Regions from separate parts of the Bombyx mori genome. Here region 2 is linked to region 1. A link is a contact called in public Hi-C data. All regions are on one chromosome and are shown on one strand. The core of a region is the stretch at or near the end of the contact, and the rest is flanking DNA. Distances in the headings are between cores, read along the strand shown.

Evidence for each region. A called contact is a pair of places that touch in the nucleus more often than the background predicts.
Region 2: a contact with region 1 is called in a Hi-C map of whole pupa, with 2.7 times the contacts expected there. The contact joins the promoter of LOC692364 here to the enhancer-like site in region 1. A contact is called at or near these places in 6 of 7 Hi-C or Micro-C datasets (middle silk gland, midgut, posterior silk gland and 1 more).

What each region holds. Positions count from the first base shown.
Region 1 is chr15:3,583,901-3,587,635 of ASM3026992v2, reverse strand. It overlaps LOC692364 (nuclear hormone receptor FTZ-F1 beta), which reads left to right. Exons shown (of 17, transcript XM_021349645.3): 3 at 3,250-3,365. Among protein-coding and RNA genes, the nearest start is that of LOC119629546, 15 kb to the left of the region's middle. Within about 2 kb of position 1,780, at least 1 of the 8 cell types and tissues checked has open chromatin away from gene starts, as enhancers often do.
Region 2 is chr15:3,626,897-3,630,631 of ASM3026992v2, reverse strand. LOC692364 (nuclear hormone receptor FTZ-F1 beta) reads left to right here and starts at 2,023. Exons shown (of 17, transcript XM_021349645.3): 1 at 2,023-2,473. It overlaps LOC101741875 (ras-related protein Rab-9B), which reads right to left and starts at 90. Exons shown (of 4, transcript XM_004928578.5): 1 at 1-90.

The DNA.
Region 1 (3,735 bases), core at 531-3,030:
GCATAAAGCTTTTTAAATAAATAAAATAGGCATGATAAATAAAAAAACGTGCAGGCAATTAGGCAGGCAATCCTTCATCTAAGTCAGGGCTGGTCAAACCACGGTTTTCCTCTCTCTTATATTTGTGCGGCTTGAAGAAAACCAATTAAAAAAATCGTGTCCAAATAAAATCTGAATTCATATTATACAATACGATTGTTATGAAGTTGCGATTTCAGTGAAAATGTAATAAATAATGTATGAAAATATTCCGTTGTTTTTTTCCCTTGAACACCGCAAATCGATCGATTTAAGAGCATTGATTTCAATATTTAAGCTCCTTCCCAAGTTCTTAATCTATAACAATATTAATCTCGGATAAAATGTCATTATTTTATAATGTGTTTAATAGGTTAATTAGGTACATAATTAATATTACAACAATAAAATAAAAAGTCATAAAACGATAGAGTAAATACATACGAAAATCTGTCCTGAGGCATGACCACTAAATTAATATTTACGTGCGAGAGAGACAACGCGATGTTCCCACTCGTCATCACTGTATAGTATAAAACAAAGTCGCTTTCTTTGTCCCTATATCTGTCCCTATGTATGCTTAAATCTTTAAAACTACGCAACGGATTTTGATGCGGTTTTTTTAATAGATAGAGTGATTGAAGAGGAAGGTTTATATGTATAACTAGTTGACCCGGCAGACTTCGTAGTGCCTCAATCGAAAAATAAAAGACGTAAACTATTGTATAAAATGAACATAAAACAAACAAAAGGAATCCGTCCGACGGGGGACAGACACAAAAAGGAAAAATAAAAATTGTAATTTTTATTTAATTCCGAGCTTTTTCATATTTATCTACCTTTTAAACCTTCTCTGGACTTCCACAAATAATTCAAGACCAAAATTAACCAAATCGGTCCAGCCGTTCTCGAGTTTTAGCGAGACTAACGAACAGCAATTCATTTTTATATATATAGATAGATAGATAACATCCATTAAATAGTGGAGAAATCAATAATAAATTACAGTTTCCGAAGCGAAGCGAGGGCGGGTCGTTAGTAGTTTATATAATGTTTTCTCATTTTGACAATTAGGATGTTGTAAACAAAAACTTTTTTTAATAATGAATATATTCTGTACAATCATTGACATGATTGAATACTAGAATACAAACAATCAACCAGTTCACAGAAAATCTTTGTTTGTTGTTCTGAAAAACTATCTCTCAGGTACATGTTGAACCAAGGTAATCGCGCGATTTTTTTTTTTAAATATTGTCATTTTCTATGTTGGATATTAGCAGATGTAATTTATAGTCCGCCTAATGTTCAATAACCAAACACACAACTTACCTACGGAAGCGTTTATATTACTTCCTCCTCCTCGCGTCGTTTTCCCCATTACTGAGGGTCGTGACTCCCCCGCTGCATCAGTTTCTCCCGTACTATTTCCTCCATCTGCTGCGATCCTTAGCTTCATGAAGGGCATTGTGGAAGTTAATGCTTAAAGAAGATCGTGTTTGGTCCGACCATGTCGTGGGACTGCGTCCTCTGGGACGTTTGCCATCTACCTTTCCTTAGCTTTCTTATATTACTTAACATACTATAAAGCAGTCACTTCTGTATTTAGTAAAAGCGAAAAAACATGCTCATTATTCGTACCAAAGTTAAAAGTGCGCTTTTAAAGCAGTCAACAAACTTCGAAATTTCCGTCGGTAAGTACGAACGCGTTGTGGAGATAATGATTCACATCACGTAATAAAATTATAATAAAAAAAAGCGGTGATAGCGTAAGGGGCGACGAACTTCCATTACTGCGGGAGCACGGGTCACATATACTTAAATATTTAGGTATTTACAGTTACTTTAATAAACATAAACTAGCGACCCGCCCTCGCTTCGCTTCGGAAACTGTAATTTATTATTGATTTCTCCACTATTTAATGGATGTTATTATACATATAAACCTTCTTCATCAATCACTCTATCTATTAAAAAAAACCGCATCAAAATCCGTTGCGTAGTTTTAAGATTTAAGCATATTATATAGGGACAGAGAAAGTGACTTTGTTTTATACTATGTAGTGAAGAGTGCATGTTATGGTAAATGTATAATGTGCCACCATTACGATGTGTTCGCGCCTTCAATCTTAGACTATTGTTACGCGCTGGGGTTCGGGATAAATAAAATTCTACCGAATTACAAGTTAACACTGTATTCAACACTTAGAACACTTAAACACTTTAAAACGCTCAATTCGCTTCTTCCGCTTCGCTTCAGGTGATCCGTTCGCTGTTTCGCTTCGAGTACAACATCATCTCTACATAGCCGATACCTCATCCCTAGATTTATCGAGAATATTCCACACATCTCTAGTATTGTTTTCCGCAATCTGACAATAGATGGCGTTGTACTTCCCGAGCGTTCTAGGTGCTACTATATCCTTCGATATTCGTTCGACTAATCGGCGATAGATGGCGTTACTTATACCGGCACTATTAAACCAGATTTAAATAGACTGGTTGAGACTATTACTACACAACTTAGGTGCCTACTAACTGGTACGGAATCTACGGTTTTATTGCTAAAATATATATCGAGGGGTGAAAGGCTATTTGTGTTAAGCGACATTTCACTTAATACGTGGCATTAATCTTTGTAATTAAAGGTCCGTTTTATTTGGTATTGGTATCAACAGTTCGATATTTTTAATTGATTTTCAATTAAGCTTACTCCATTCAAATTTGAACGTGCTGCACAAGTTGTTTGTTATGGTATTCTTTCGAAATTTTAACATTATATGGGTCTCCTGTAATGTTGCCACCCTCGATAAGTTAGATGACGATGTGATGGTGTGATATTAATTTATCCCTAATGGAAAGGCAAAGGACTTTAGTCCATACAGCCAAGTCTTGTTCTTGGTAATAATTGGAGAATTTTGGTAGTTTTAAAGGCCGAAGCTGTTAGATGACGTTAAAATTCCGCGTTCGCTTTTAAAATTGCTCATTTACACAAAATTCTATAAATTTGTATCAGTATTTTTTTTGACAAAAACGATAATTGCAGGCGTTTTAGTTAAGTAATAGCTTCGGTAGTAGTGGGTCACAGACAATTTGTATTACTTGTTTTGTAAATTAGATAGGCTAAGGAAACATAACTCATACATCCCATACTAAAAACTTGATACACATAAAATTTTGACCATGAATATCCGCTGAAAAATGAATGACGTCACATGTATATTGTTTCAGGCCCATTCTCGTACAGTTCGAGCGGAGTACGAATCAGCGTCTCTTCGGAACCACACGACGAAGACTCGACTGATGCGGAAATCTCCAAAATCGATTTCACTCAACATCAATACGAGGTATGTTTTAACAAACACAAATTTTCTATTCTCGATAAACTAAGTATCGTTGCATCTCTATTAATATTGACATTTCTGATTATCCTCACTGAGATGGTCTTGCAGTAAAAGCTATTAATATTAAAGAGGTGTTTCGCCGTCACGTATCGCGATGCACGTCGTATCAACGATGGCTGAAGGATAGTACCCATAAACGTTTCAATATGAAAGCAGCACCTAGTTTGAGGCATGAGGGCTGGTCCACCCTTAAAACTGCAACGGATAAATTCTTAACAGCAGAAAAAAGCGTTATGACGGTATCTACGCTAGTAATCTAACACACAATAAGTCCAGTCTAAACGATCTTAACGGATGGATAATGATCCAGTCT
Region 2 (3,735 bases), core at 774-3,273, 43 kb before region 1:
TCAACAATGAACCACAACCAAAGTAAAACACAAAACATCAGCCTAAAAATTGACTGCACACTGCAATGTCACTGTCATTGATTCAATATGTCACTGTCACAGACTTTTTTTAAGGGATTTTATGACCTGGTAACTGAGACTTTTAAGTCATGTCTTATTTTAGTTTTTATTCATATTTTTATGAAAAATGATATTATGGAGTGAAATGAAATGAAGATGATTAATTTGAGACATTAATCAACTGGGATGAAATAAAATGGAATGAAATATAATCTCAGTAAAATGGTGGTCATTTACTAAGATTTTTTCAGTGGATTTTTTGGAGGATCCCGAGAAGTTACGTCCAGCAGCTTTGTTTTATTTTCCCACATTTGTGCACTTTCACAGATATTAAACAGTTAGTAAGCCACCATTATTACACATTTAAACCCGAAGACACACTAAATAGACAAAATAAAACAAATCACACAACTTCACTCCTCGCGTTCCCGCCAAAAAGTCCTGTCACAGACTATTCGGAGTCTTTCATAGACCTACCTACTTCAGTGGAGTCTTCACTAGTGTACTGAGAACGAGAACTGCAAAATATTCGAAATGTCGTAGATAGCGGATAGTGTAATAAATAACAATAAAAACAAGATTAAACCGTAAAAGTAGTTTAAGTTTTTATTCGACCTTTCCCTTAATTAGCACCTCTTATAACCTAAGTAATTGTTTTTTTAATCACTGATTAATTAAAAAATACGAGTGCTGCCTCTTTTTGTTAAATAAAAATAGAATAGTAAAGATTTAGTTCAGTGAGCTATATTATTATTCAATATTCTAAGTCTTTGTAAAAATTATATTTCCTCTCTGATATTTTATGCTGAAATCCATATTGCATATCATTAGCTATTTCTTAACGTTGAAAAAAATTGTTACCTTTTTTTCAACAGTACAGACATATTGGTTTTTAACGAATTTACTTTCGGATTCATTATTGTATTTACATTAACAAGAAGAAAATCTAATAAAACAACAAACATTAGTTAAGCTTAAGCTCAGCGAAAAGCAAGAAATGAGCGTGGATCGCATTTATCCACTTAAAGTAGCAGTAAAAAAATGAGTAACTACGACAGAGGACGTGAGTTCTCGAGTTCGGAAGTCTCAGGAAATTCGTATCTTTTAGTATTTTATTTTCATCGTATCTAATTTCAATTCATTTTATTCTATTCCATGTTATTCAATCTCCTTTTGTTATTAATATTAAATAAATCTACTTCATTTAAATCTCTTGTTTCCATAGCGTTTTCAGTTTTCCATAGAACAAATATCTGGAACAATTAGTAGCATTAGGCTTAAGGACGCAACATAGGTTACTAGAAAGATTAAAAAAAAAAAAAGCTCAATTTGAAAAGAATACCTCTACCCTCCATAGAAAAGAAGAAAGAAGAAAGTCTAAAGCGGTATGTAGAGAACACGACTTTACCTACGTTGTCGTAAATTAGTGTTGTGTCTATGTCTGTCATATCTGGAGGAGGACTTTTTGGCGGGAACGCGAGGAGTGAAGTTGTGTGATTTGTTTTATTTTGTATATTTAGTGTTTCTTCAGGTTTAAATGTGTAATAACGGTGGTTTATTAACTGTTTAATATCTGTGAAAGTGCACAAATGTGGGAAAATGAAACAAAGCCGCTGGACGCAACTTCTCGGGATCCTCCAAAAAGTCCACTGAAAAATCTTAGTAAATGACCACCATTTTGCTAAGATTATATTTCATCCCATATCATCTCATTTCATTTAATTTCATCCCAGTTGATTAATGTCTCAAATTAATCATTTTCATTTCATTTCACTCCATATTATCATTTTTCGTAAAAATAAGAATATAAATTAAAATAAGACATGACTTAAAAGTCTTAGTTACCAGGTCATAAAATCACCAAAAAAAAAACATCTGGAGGATTATAAACCAATACAGCGCCATCTCTAGTTGATCAGTGGATCGATTTCAATATTTAATGCGAAGCAGTCAGTATGATAGTCACTAGATGTCCTTTGTTTCGAGGTTTTACGACCAGCTAGATGTCATGTTCATTCAATCGCAACGTTCAACAGTTCAACTTTATTCAGCTTATTCCGCTTTGTTTTGCGGAGCTTAGAGGACGTAGTGTCATAGCGCCTGCGTTTGTGTATTGTGTCCAATGTTTTTATGTTAAAAAGTATTTTTTGAGTGAACACACAATTAAAACTTAAACGGACAGTGTTTTTTTAAGCGAACCAAGACAATGCGTGCTTTTTGAACTTTAGAAAGATTGTTACATTCGTACATTTGCGCAATCGTTAGTGAGACTCGATGTCAATAAACTTGTCGGTTGTATTTTATGGGAAAGGTGTGCCGCGTCGTGCTGTTACCTGTTTGCGACGGCCGGGTGTTCGAGTCTGATACAGCAGCGCCAGGAGCGTTCAGGCCATGGTGTCGTAGTCAAGGTGAGGTGCGTCGGTTAGAGTACTTTTCGGGGCCGCGCTATGGTGTGCGGGACTCTGGCGAGCGTGCATTCACCTCTGACCCGCGCGCGGGGCGAGCGACACTCAAGGTCGGTGCGCCGCCTGAAGGTCGTTTGTCACGTGACACGAAGGGTGCACACCCCGACCCTCGCGAGTCGGGACTATCGTTGCCGCCGTCGCGACGCTTGTTTTCATTTAAGACAGTCGTACACAAAAGTTGTCTCTTTAAAATCTTCTTTTATTAGTAATTAATTTTTTGGAAATATGAAAACTTGACACGTTTAGTTCGAGTAGCAGTGAAATATCTTTTGATTCAGTTAAAACCTCGGAATTATGTTTAAAAAAAAATTACATTCACCGGTAAAAGGATTTCGGTTATTGAGAACAAGGTCTGAATTAAAATCAAGGTTCAATGGGATATGACTTATTTACAATCGCTTGTTTATAACGTTCATTTATTTAATATTATTGAATAGTTTATGTTACGTTCAGTCATAAGAGAAATAAAATAGTTCATTATTATAAGAATCTTGCGTGCTTGTATGAGTGGAATTGCCTTGCAGTTGATTTCTGCCACGAAGCAATCATCCGCTCTGGTTTAAAGGTCACAGGTAACAACTGTTGTACCTGTGCGAATGTTATTGAGATTTCAGTCCTAGGTGGCAGGGTGAGAATGGCATTAATGTGGCAAACAATGATTTCCAAATAGACTGTCTAACAAAATATAGTTGAAAAGCTTAAAAAACACACTTTTATAACAAGCCTAATTAAAAATTTAGCGTTATGTGTATAATATCAGACTAATATAATGCATTTATTTTATTTTGACCGGTATGTATTTGATCCGTGTGCAATTTTTCAATGTCACTATCAAATGTCAAGTTGATAAAAACGTGTTAAAAATGCTATAATTTAAATGTTCAAACAATATTTTTCAATAGTTTGGATGATAGATTACGACGTATATTTGCGAGTTGCTCATTAAGTATGCACTTAAGTATCTAGGAAGCTCTTTGTCTTGCACTTGTGTCGCGAAATAACGGACTCTGTGTAAGTTGTCATAAGTATACGTATTATTGTGTTTCTGAGTGCACAAACTCTTATTATTTTTTCTACCTATGCTGATAGTCTTGAGGAGCCTCTCAAGGCTATTTCAGCTTCACCCTGGCTTGTAGGTGAGCTTTCGAGGCTCAAACCAGTAGTGTTGCTAAACCTGGTCCGAGCAAGAGCAGTGCTTCGTAGAATCTAC